Linked DNA regions of Hordeum vulgare: region 1 is linked to region 2. The links are chromatin contacts, called in public Hi-C maps. All regions are on one chromosome and are shown on one strand. The core of a region is the stretch at or near the end of the contact, and the rest is flanking DNA. Distances in the headings are between cores, read along the strand shown. Region 1 holds the start of LOC123452665 (FRIGIDA-like protein 4a). Region 2 holds the start of LOC123452656 (40S ribosomal protein S18).

Evidence for each region. Hi-C and Micro-C count contacts between places; a contact is called where the count stands out from the background.
Region 1: a Hi-C map of leaf shows a contact between it and region 2, with 2.6 times the contacts expected there. The contact joins the promoter of LOC123452665 here to the promoter of LOC123452656 in region 2. A contact is called at or near these places in 3 of 6 Hi-C or Micro-C datasets (leaf and seedling) and 1 of 1 datasets of contacts at active chromatin or transcription factors (embryo).

What each region holds. Positions count from the first base shown.
Region 1 is chr5H:545,563,561-545,568,286 of MorexV3_pseudomolecules_assembly, reverse strand. LOC123452665 (FRIGIDA-like protein 4a) reads right to left here and starts at 1,718. Exons shown (of 3, transcript XM_045129363.1): 1 at 676-1,718. The coding sequence starts at 1,591. It overlaps LOC123452664 (5'-3' exoribonuclease 4-like), which reads right to left. Exons shown (of 22, transcript XM_045129361.1): 21 at 4,142-4,218; 22 at 2,494-3,766. The coding sequence ends at 2,926.
Region 2 is chr5H:545,405,711-545,410,088 of MorexV3_pseudomolecules_assembly, reverse strand. LOC123452656 (40S ribosomal protein S18) reads left to right here and starts at 2,703. Exons shown (of 4, transcript XM_045129357.1): 1 at 2,703-2,809; 2 at 2,893-3,053; 3 at 3,143-3,331; 4 at 4,116-4,378. The coding sequence starts at 2,807. The coding sequence ends at 4,221. LOC123397219 (chitinase-like protein 1) reads left to right here and starts at 958. Exons shown (of 1, transcript XM_045091854.1): 1 at 958-1,368. The coding sequence starts at 958. The coding sequence ends at 1,368. It overlaps LOC123396088 (a long non-coding RNA gene), which reads right to left and starts at 440. Exons shown (of 2, transcript XR_006609895.1): 1 at 378-440; 2 at 205-283.

The DNA.
Region 1 (4,726 bases), core at 469-2,968, 160 kb before region 2:
ATCCGTATGTAGTCCACTAGTGAAATCTCTACAAAGACTTATATTTAGGAACGGAGGGAGTAATCATTTAATAACCACCAAAACAGAAGAAAAGGATGCATATTTTGAGAAACCTCATGCATGAGAAAACCACGGAATCCACATGACACTCTTCTACTAACAGTGAAAATAGCACAGAACTATACAACGATAAGCATAGGAATGCAGACAAAATACAGATGATAGTACCTAGTGGCACATCCCCGTGACAATCACTGAAGCAACACTACAACAGAAAGGGTGGTCCATGGTAATGGCCGTATGACCTTCAAAGAATGTAACGCTCCCCAGCACTTGGCTGTTTCCTAGCACTTGCCTAGGACAGTGACAATTCATCCAGGTAGAGGACACACATATGGAAACTTGCCTACACGAAACATCGCTACACCACAGCAACCTAGTTGTGGCTTGTCAATCACCAGTTCAATACGACTTGCTCAAATAAAAAGAACTAAATCTAATCTACTGATCTTATCCACAATCCCCTGAGCAAACCGTGGCTGTGTAGTGGCATCTAAACGCTAGATCTAGCAACTCAACCAATTTCATGCCCTGCGCCGACTAACAACGAGTTCATCATTTTAGTACGTGGTCTCGGGAACATCTGGAGATAAAAGAGCTGAAATGAAGTACTACCTTCCATGTCATCCTCGAGGCCAAGCGTGAGAGCGAGGCGCGGCATCTGCCTGCGCCAGGAGAAGCTGAGGACGATCCTCTTGTAGAGCTCCCTGTCCTCCTTCTCCGCCACGGCGAAGGTGGCGACGTGCTGCAGGAAGGCGTGGGCGTCGGGCGGCTTGGCGCCCTCCACCCCGCCCTTGCGCTCGGCGGCCTCCTTCCACTCGGCGGCCATGGCGCGCGCCCTGTCGCGGGCCGCCTGCGGCACCATGGGCCGCGCGGCCCCAATCTCCGGGTCCGGGTCGGCCAGCGCGGGGACCACCGCCTCCAGGATGAGCACGCAGGCCCAGGCCAGGTCGGTGGGTGACCGGACGGCGCGCCGGTCGACGGGGAAGACCTCGGAGACGGCGTCCATGGCGAACCTGGCAGGGTCGACGCAGCGCTGTAGCGCGGCGGGCAGCTGGGCGCGGAGCGCGTCCACCTCCTTGCGGCGCTCGACGACGAAGGCGAGGAAGCCCGCGGGGTCCATGGCGGCGCACAGCGCGGCGAGGCCGTCGGCGATGTCGTCGGACGAAGGAGGCGGCGGGGCGTCCCCGTCCTCCCGGTCCCGCTTCGGCGCGGGGGACTTGGCGAGGGCGTCGAGGCGGGAGAGCGCGAGCGAGACGGAGGCCTCGATGGAGCGCTCGCGGCGGCGGAGCGCGTCGAGCCTGCGGGAGGCGCGGAGCTCGACGACGCGGCGCCTGGCGCGGAGCGAGTCGGAGCGGGACTTGATGCCGCGCTCGAGGGACCCGAAGTGCTCCGTGAGCTGCTGGTAGAGGCGCGTGCAGCTGGCCAGCAGCTCCTGCTGCCGCTCCAGCTCCGCGAAGCCGTCCCTGATCGCGTCGGCTCCCGGAGGCGCCGCCTCCGCCTCCTCCGCGGCTACCACCGCGGCAGCCATCGCCGGGAACCCTAGCTAGGCGGCGATCCGCGCGGAACCCTAGCGGGAGCCTGCGAGGGGGGAAAGGGAAAGGGAAAGGGGAAAGCGGGGTGGGGGGGGAGCGATGGGGTGGTGGGGGTGGGGGAATAAAGGCGGGGACGACGAGTGTGTGTGTGTGTGTGTGTGCGCGCGCGCGATGTGAGGACGCGCCCGCGGGTATGGGTGTCCTCGCTTTGCCACCCGTCGGCCGACGCCGGCAGGGGATGGGTCCGGGCCCGCCTGGAGGGGAAACGGGCTGGGGGAGCGCGGCGTAGAGGTTTTGGGGGGGGGGGGGGGGGGGGGGGGGGAGGAAAAGCTGGAGGCGTGGCGTGAGATGCAGTGGAACAGTGCGGGTTGGTCGGGCCTTTGCGGAGGAGCACGCGAGGCGATTCATTCCGGCTCTGTCTGCAACAGCGGCAGGAATGAATTATTGTGCGGGCTAGCTATAGTCCTCTGTAGGCGTTGCCTTTGTGCCCACCAACCTATCACTAGCTAATCATGTATTGTAGCCTAGTAATCCCTTGAAGTAGCTCCCTTGGTTATGGATATATGCTGATATTAGTAGTACTAATTCTGGTTTCGCTGTACTTTGGGGGTTTTTTTTTCTTTCGTTCTTTCCGCTGACAACTCAACCAACCAGCGCACTGGCAAGCAAAGTTCCTTCCACCGACGTCCTGGTTGAGTTTGTGAGAACTGGATGGAATAAAATCAACCAAAGTGTTTCACACTCACACTCACACACACACACACACACACACACACACACACACACACACACACACACACACAGCAGGAGGCAACATTTATAGTGGTGCATCGTCAAAGAAAAAGTTACCACGGAAACAGTAGACAGACTCGACACGACACACCAGCAACAAAGGCCCTGCAGGAATGATGGGGTTCAATCAGTCCTTGCCACCGGCAAGGGTAATTGTCACGCGCAAACAGTTTCAGGGTTACAGACATACAACAGCAGTGGTTGCCCTCTGCTGACATCCTGTCCTAACAACTAAATAAGGCTTTATCTAAATCATTGTGCTAGATCATTCGGACGCGATACAGCAGGTCAACTTCAATCGACCTGATCAAGAACAGTTCAACTCCATTCAGACGGGATACATCGGGTGCGGCAATGGGATAATCAAATTCATGTCGACCAACATAGGGAGGAACCACTATGTATGGCTGCTTTCAGCAGGAGTATGTTGAGTTGAATGAACCTCCTTGTGGCAGCATGCCTGTGCACATGGAACACAAAAGATCATCTTGGAGTAGTTCGGTAAATTACCCAGGTTGCCGATTCTTGATGGTCATCTCTACTCCGGCAAGTCATTGGGAGCTTGGCCTTTGACACGGTACATCACCTTGGCGGCCTGATGTCTGCTCTCATGCTGTGACCTCAGGTTATCCTGCTTTGGCTTAGGATGTCTGTTTGTCCTCGGGTCTTGCTTGGCAGGTGTACCAGCCTGGCCTCCGCTTGGTTGCTTGTCGATCCAAGTGCTGGGAGGGAATGGTGGGGGAACCCCGTTTACTGCTTGCTGCTGCTGTATGAATCCTGCATTTTGAACAGGCCGCTGCTGTGGAAATACAGCATTATGAGCAGGCCGCTGCTGGGGGAATCCTGCATTTTGAACGGGGCGCTGCTGGGGGAATCCTGCATTTTGAACGGGCCGCTGCTGTGTGAAATTGTTGTTTTGCATGGGCCGCTGCGGTGGGAACCCGGCATACTGATTCGGATATGGCTGGTTTGGAAAATATCCAGGACCCTGCATCCTGTGATTTTGTTGCATTCTTGGCCCATCTTGGATTGCCAGTTTTGACATCCCTGAATGGATGCCGGCATCGCGGCTTCGATTGTTTGGCCGTTCTAGTATCCGAACATTTTGTCTGTTGGGTTGAGCTTCACCAAAGAACTGAGGACGAGGATTTGGAGCGCTTCTGGACATGTGTGCATGGTATGGATTGTCCACAAAACCCCTCTCATATCCCAAAGGTCCAGAGGGCCTTGCTCTGTGTCCAGGGCCATAGGGTGCAGCCCCATATGGCACATGAAGCAGCCCAGCAGAGCTGCCAGATTTGATCTGCAGGGAATTTTTCAGTAGACGATGTGCAGCCTCTCCTAAGACAGAACCTGTCAGAGCTCCATGCACTTGAGGCCTGGAATTATCAAATCGTTCACAACCAGAACAAACAATTTATCAATTAGCTCGGCTACAGCTAGAGAGAAAAAAGTTGCAACTCAACAAGTATTGTTCCCATGAAAAAGATGTGTATTAATCCTCCATCTGATAGAATATCATGTACTCCCTCCGTTCACAAATATAAGATGTTCTTACTTTTTCTGAATCAGATGTATATAGACATGTTTTTAGTGTGTTTGTTCACTCATTTCACTCCATATATGTAGTCAATATCAAAATATCCAAAACATCTTATATTTGTCAACGGCAGGAGTAGTAATCTATATGCAGTATTTAATGCAAAAGTAGTATCAACGGTTTCTGCTAAGAAAATATGAAATGGTAACCATACCTGTCTCGTGTTTGTCGCCGACTATTATCTTCATGCCACAATATGGGAAAAGGTTTGAAATCATAAGGTTTCAATATCTACAAAATGGTACACTATGTTGGCCCATGATTCATCTCAACAAAAGAAAGACCATATAGTTGAATTGTGAAGAACAGTGGTTAACCAATTCAAATAATTAGACAATAAACGATTCTTTTCCAGCAAATAAAAAAATGATACTCATATTGTTTTCACATATAAGTTACTGTGGCTTGCATACAGACTAACTTTATCCTTGGATAGTACGGTATAGTAAACAAAACTATTTTATCCATGCCGCTGCATGAAAATAACAACACTTGATTCGTCGCATAAATACTTTTTGGGAACATCGTAGTATTGTAGAAAATAATGGTCAAAGTTACATCTCCTAGGCAATGCAAAGTAAAAAATAAAACGCTAAATTGCATGAGACCGATGAGGCGGCACCAAGAAAACTCACACCATTCATTACTTTCACTTATTAGCTGAGTCAAGTCAGCAACTCCTCCATTTACCACCCAAGGCAGAAGTTAAAAGGCTGAACTAGAGTATTATGCTATTAAT
Region 2 (4,378 bases), core at 1,454-3,953:
GAGACGTATCACCCACCTCTGCGTCCACCTGTGCGGGCACGGTGAGCGGGGACAAGGACTCCGGCGGGGGAGGTGCAGGAGCGAGGAAGGACGCCACGACCCAGATGACGAAACATTTTTTCCACTTACTATAGGACTGCGGGTTGATTTCGAATGAATAGAATGACTTAATTGTCACTACTGCACATAAAAATGAATTACCACTTGCACAGCAACCCCGCCTCGCTTTTTCTCTGAATTGAATGGGAAGACTTGAAGAATGGAGGATTTCGATCTTGTTTCACTATATTTCATACCAAGCTGTTGAATATACAGATCATGGTTACCAAGCAGGAGACACATAGAATATAGGCTGACGCTACTACGAGAATCCATACCTGCAACCCCCAAGAGAGTATAGCCTTTTCAGTTGGTGATCCAGTAACCTCTGGAGCTTGACCACCTTGTGACATCAAACAAAAGTCAGTAGGCATACACAACTGAACCATAACATGAGAAAGGAAGAAGAACATGTTCAGATTCCTGGATGAAAAGGTGCATGCACATAAATTATAAGCATAGGCTGACCTCAGGCTCAAATATACTTCCGGATGTCTTACCTACCGGACCAGCTATATTGCAGCTCTTCCCCTCTTCCTTCCCCCCTCCCACCGCCGACAGTCCGACACCACTCCTCCCTCCCCCGGTCGGCGTTGCGCGGTTGCCACTTCGCTTTCATCCCCACTATCAGTTTTTATCTCCTCACCAGATCCCCGCCACCAGCTACCGCATTCCCCAAAGATCCATATCACACCGAACCACCAAAGCAATCTAGATCGAGCACCCGAGCTCCCGTGAAGAAGCAAGATCCAGATCGAGCTGAGCTGAGCTGAGCCTCTCTGACCGCCGGAGCTGAGCTGAGTTGAGCTGGTCTGACCGCCGGAGGAGAAGTAGAGGAAGAAGAAGAAGGGCAAGAAGATGAAGCGGAAGACGCGGAACAAGATCGTGATGACGGTGCTGCTGCTGGGGGCGGCGGCGGTGCTGGTAGGCGGCACGCTGGCGTTGATCCTGACGGCGGGGACGTGGAAGGTGAAGCTCAAGGAGTCGCAGGAGAAGGTGTGCAACAAGGGGTGGGAGTGCTCCGGGACCAAGTACTGCTGCAACCAGACCATCACCGACTTCTTCAAGGTGTACCAGTTCGAGAACCTCTTCGCCAAGCGCAACTTCCCTGTCGCCAAGGCCGTCGGCTTCTGGGACTACCAGGCCTTCATCACCGCCGCCTCCCTCTTCGAGAACCAGGGCTTCTGCACCATCGTCGGCATCGACATGCAGATGATGGAGCTCTGCGCCTTCCTCGGACACGTCGGCGCAAAGACCTCATGTATGTAGTATGCTATTTTCATCTTCTTCTACCTGCTGTTTTTCGTCTTTTACTCCGATGGCGGTGGATCGATTCCGACGGATTGCTGGCTTTGCTCTGCTTCCTGTTGCTTCCTCTGCTTTGATTAGATCCAAGAGGCCGACTGACTGATTGAGTCTTCTTGCAGGCGGATTCGGCGTGGCCACCGGCGGTCCGACGCCTCACCTGCGCGAGGACGCGGCCAGATCTTGCCGCCTTCCTAAGAAAAGATACATGACGACGAGGCAGGGAGAGACAGGGGCAAAGAAGGATTGGTCGCAAGTGGGATCTCGTCCCCGGCCTCGCCGTGCTCCGGCCCGGCCATCCCCGTCGCCGCGCCGCCCCTGCCCGCTAGCCTCCCGCGCCGTCCAGTGTCGGCCCAGCCTCCCGCGCCGCCCAGTGTCGGCCTGGCCGTCCGCATCGCGAGCTGAAGATGCGGTCGTTGAAAACGTTTTTTCAAATGCACTTACACACGGACCGCGGGTTGATTTCGAAGAAACAGTTTTTTTGTTGTTGCAAAAACGACAGCTATGGACGACAGAAGCGCTCCGCGCTTTATTATTAGGGGAGATAGGTGATCCACACTTTGGAGTGGTGTAATTTGACACTCTTACCTAAGGTATATGCAACTAGCGTCAAGTATATGCAAGGTGTCTAACACAACGACCTAATAAGTGGGAGTGGATTTCATAGCTATGGTTACTTGTAACTTAGGCCCTGTTTCTCCCTCATATTTGTTATGTCACTTCAAAATCTGTAGTGATTTATCAAACTAAAGCTAGTTATAGGATATCCCAAAGGATTGCAACTGGACATTTTGTTCGACGAGACATTCATTGGTATGCTGTGACGGCTCGAAGGATCAATTCATGGATAGCACACTTTGTTGAGAACTCACAAATATTTCCAACATTATTTTAAGATGAATCAACACCAAGGGTAAAAATAAAAAAACAATTAAAAACATAATTCCCCATCAGAAAAGGCAAAATGAGGTAGACATATAATAAAAGAGCAAATGTGTTTAAAAAATAAAAAAAATAAAAGAACATTTTTTTTTGAGGGGTGGGGGGGCGGGGATTTTTATTTTTTTTTAGGGGGAAGAGCATTTTTTGATAAGTCAAACTGTGCTGCGAGGCAGAGCTCCTCCGACGGCCCGTTTGAGGCCACCAAATCCCAACAAGCTCCAGACAAAGGCCCTTTCAAAAAAGAGCCCAAGGAAGCCGTCCACTCACAGAGCCCGCAGGGATCGGCATCCCTCGCAGCCGTCCGATGGAGCGCTAGGGTTCCACCTCCGATATATAAATCGTCCCCGCGACCCCCGCCTCCAAAACCTTAGACGCGCAAACGCCAATCTCCCTCCTACCCCGAGCGCCCCAGCCGCCGCCGCCGCCGCCGCCGTCGCCGTCGTCCCCGCCGACTGCCGCCATGGTAAGCGTCTCCCCACTCCCGTCCCCGTCCTCCTCTCGCGGATCCGCATCGTGTGCTGACTTCCGTCTTGCCCTTGGCCGCAGTCGCTGATCGCGGGTGAGGAGTTCCAGCACATCCTGCGTGTGCTCAACACCAACGTCGATGGTAAGCAGAAGATCATGTTCGCGCTTACCTCCATCAAGGGTGTGGGCCGCCGCTTCTCCAACATCGCCTGCAAGAAGGCCGACATCGACATGAACAAGAGGTGAGGAACTCCCCCTTTTTTTTCCCCAGATCTCCTCTTGGTTGCTGGGCTGTAGGCTGATTCGTGCGCTGTGTCATGCGGCGGTGCAGGGCCGGAGAGCTCTCCTCGGAGGAGATGGACCGGCTGATGACGGTCGTGGCCAACCCGCGCCAGTTCAAGGTGCCGGACTGGTTCCTTAACAGGAAGAAGGACTACAAGGACGGCAGGTTCACCCAGGTGGTCTCCAACGCCGTCGACATGAAGCTCAGGGACGACCTTGAGAGGCTCAAGAAGATCAGGTATAAACTCGACTCTCCCTCTTTTCTTGTTACCCCATACTATTGGTTGATAGATGACTATGTGTTAGATCTAACTACTTATGATGCTGGTACTTCACATATCAGTAGTAGCTGTTCGTATCCGCTCTGGTAGCATACAGTTTAAATTTATATTATTAGCTAGGGTTGTTGATTGCAATGGTTTTCTGCTGTCAAGTTAATCTCCTAAACAGTAGGATGTCTGAAATGCCTGGTTTGCAATTACTAGCCTCATGTGCTTCATGCTATAAGCTGGCCTGTGCTAGTCTCTGCTTCGACATTTGGTCTAACTTCTTGCGTGGGTAGTGCGCTATTCCTTCTTTCTACAAACACGCAACATGGTAGCTTTGTTTGGATGGTTATTAACTGGAACTTCTGGCAGCTACATGACTTGGCTGTAACTGTTTAATTTAGTCCATCTGTTATATCTAGCCTGTCTATTACTTGTAGATTCAGATTTTCTAGTCTGCTCCACAATTGTTATGTCTTGAAAATATGATACTATGTTTGCCCCATATTCATGTATATCCTTCTGGTGTGCCTTGTATGTGTCCCGGTTGTCAATAATTCTGATTTTTCATGTCTACGATCCTTCTGGTGTACCTTTGTATGTGATCCAGTTCCGTGTAACATTGCTTTTTTGTTTTGAATAGCCGTGCGGTGATGCCTAATGGCTGATTCCTTCAAAATACTCTATTCCAGTAGCATTACCTAGTGGGTTAGTGTGAGCGATTTCTTATGCCTCGAACACCTGCTTTTGTTCCAGGAACCACCGTGGTCTTCGTCACTACTGGGGCGTGCGTGTCCGTGGTCAGCACACCAAGACTACCGGCAGGAGAGGAAAGACTGTTGGTGTCTCCAAGAAGCGATAAGCTTCTCAATGATCCCGCATAGCTTTGCTACCATTACTGTGTTGGTCCATTTCCAGAATCTGAAGGAGTGTTCCTGTTTAGACGATTACCTTGGATGATGTTTTGCCCTAGATAATGTTTTTCGGTTCTGGAACCTTTAATATATTGTATCTTGAAT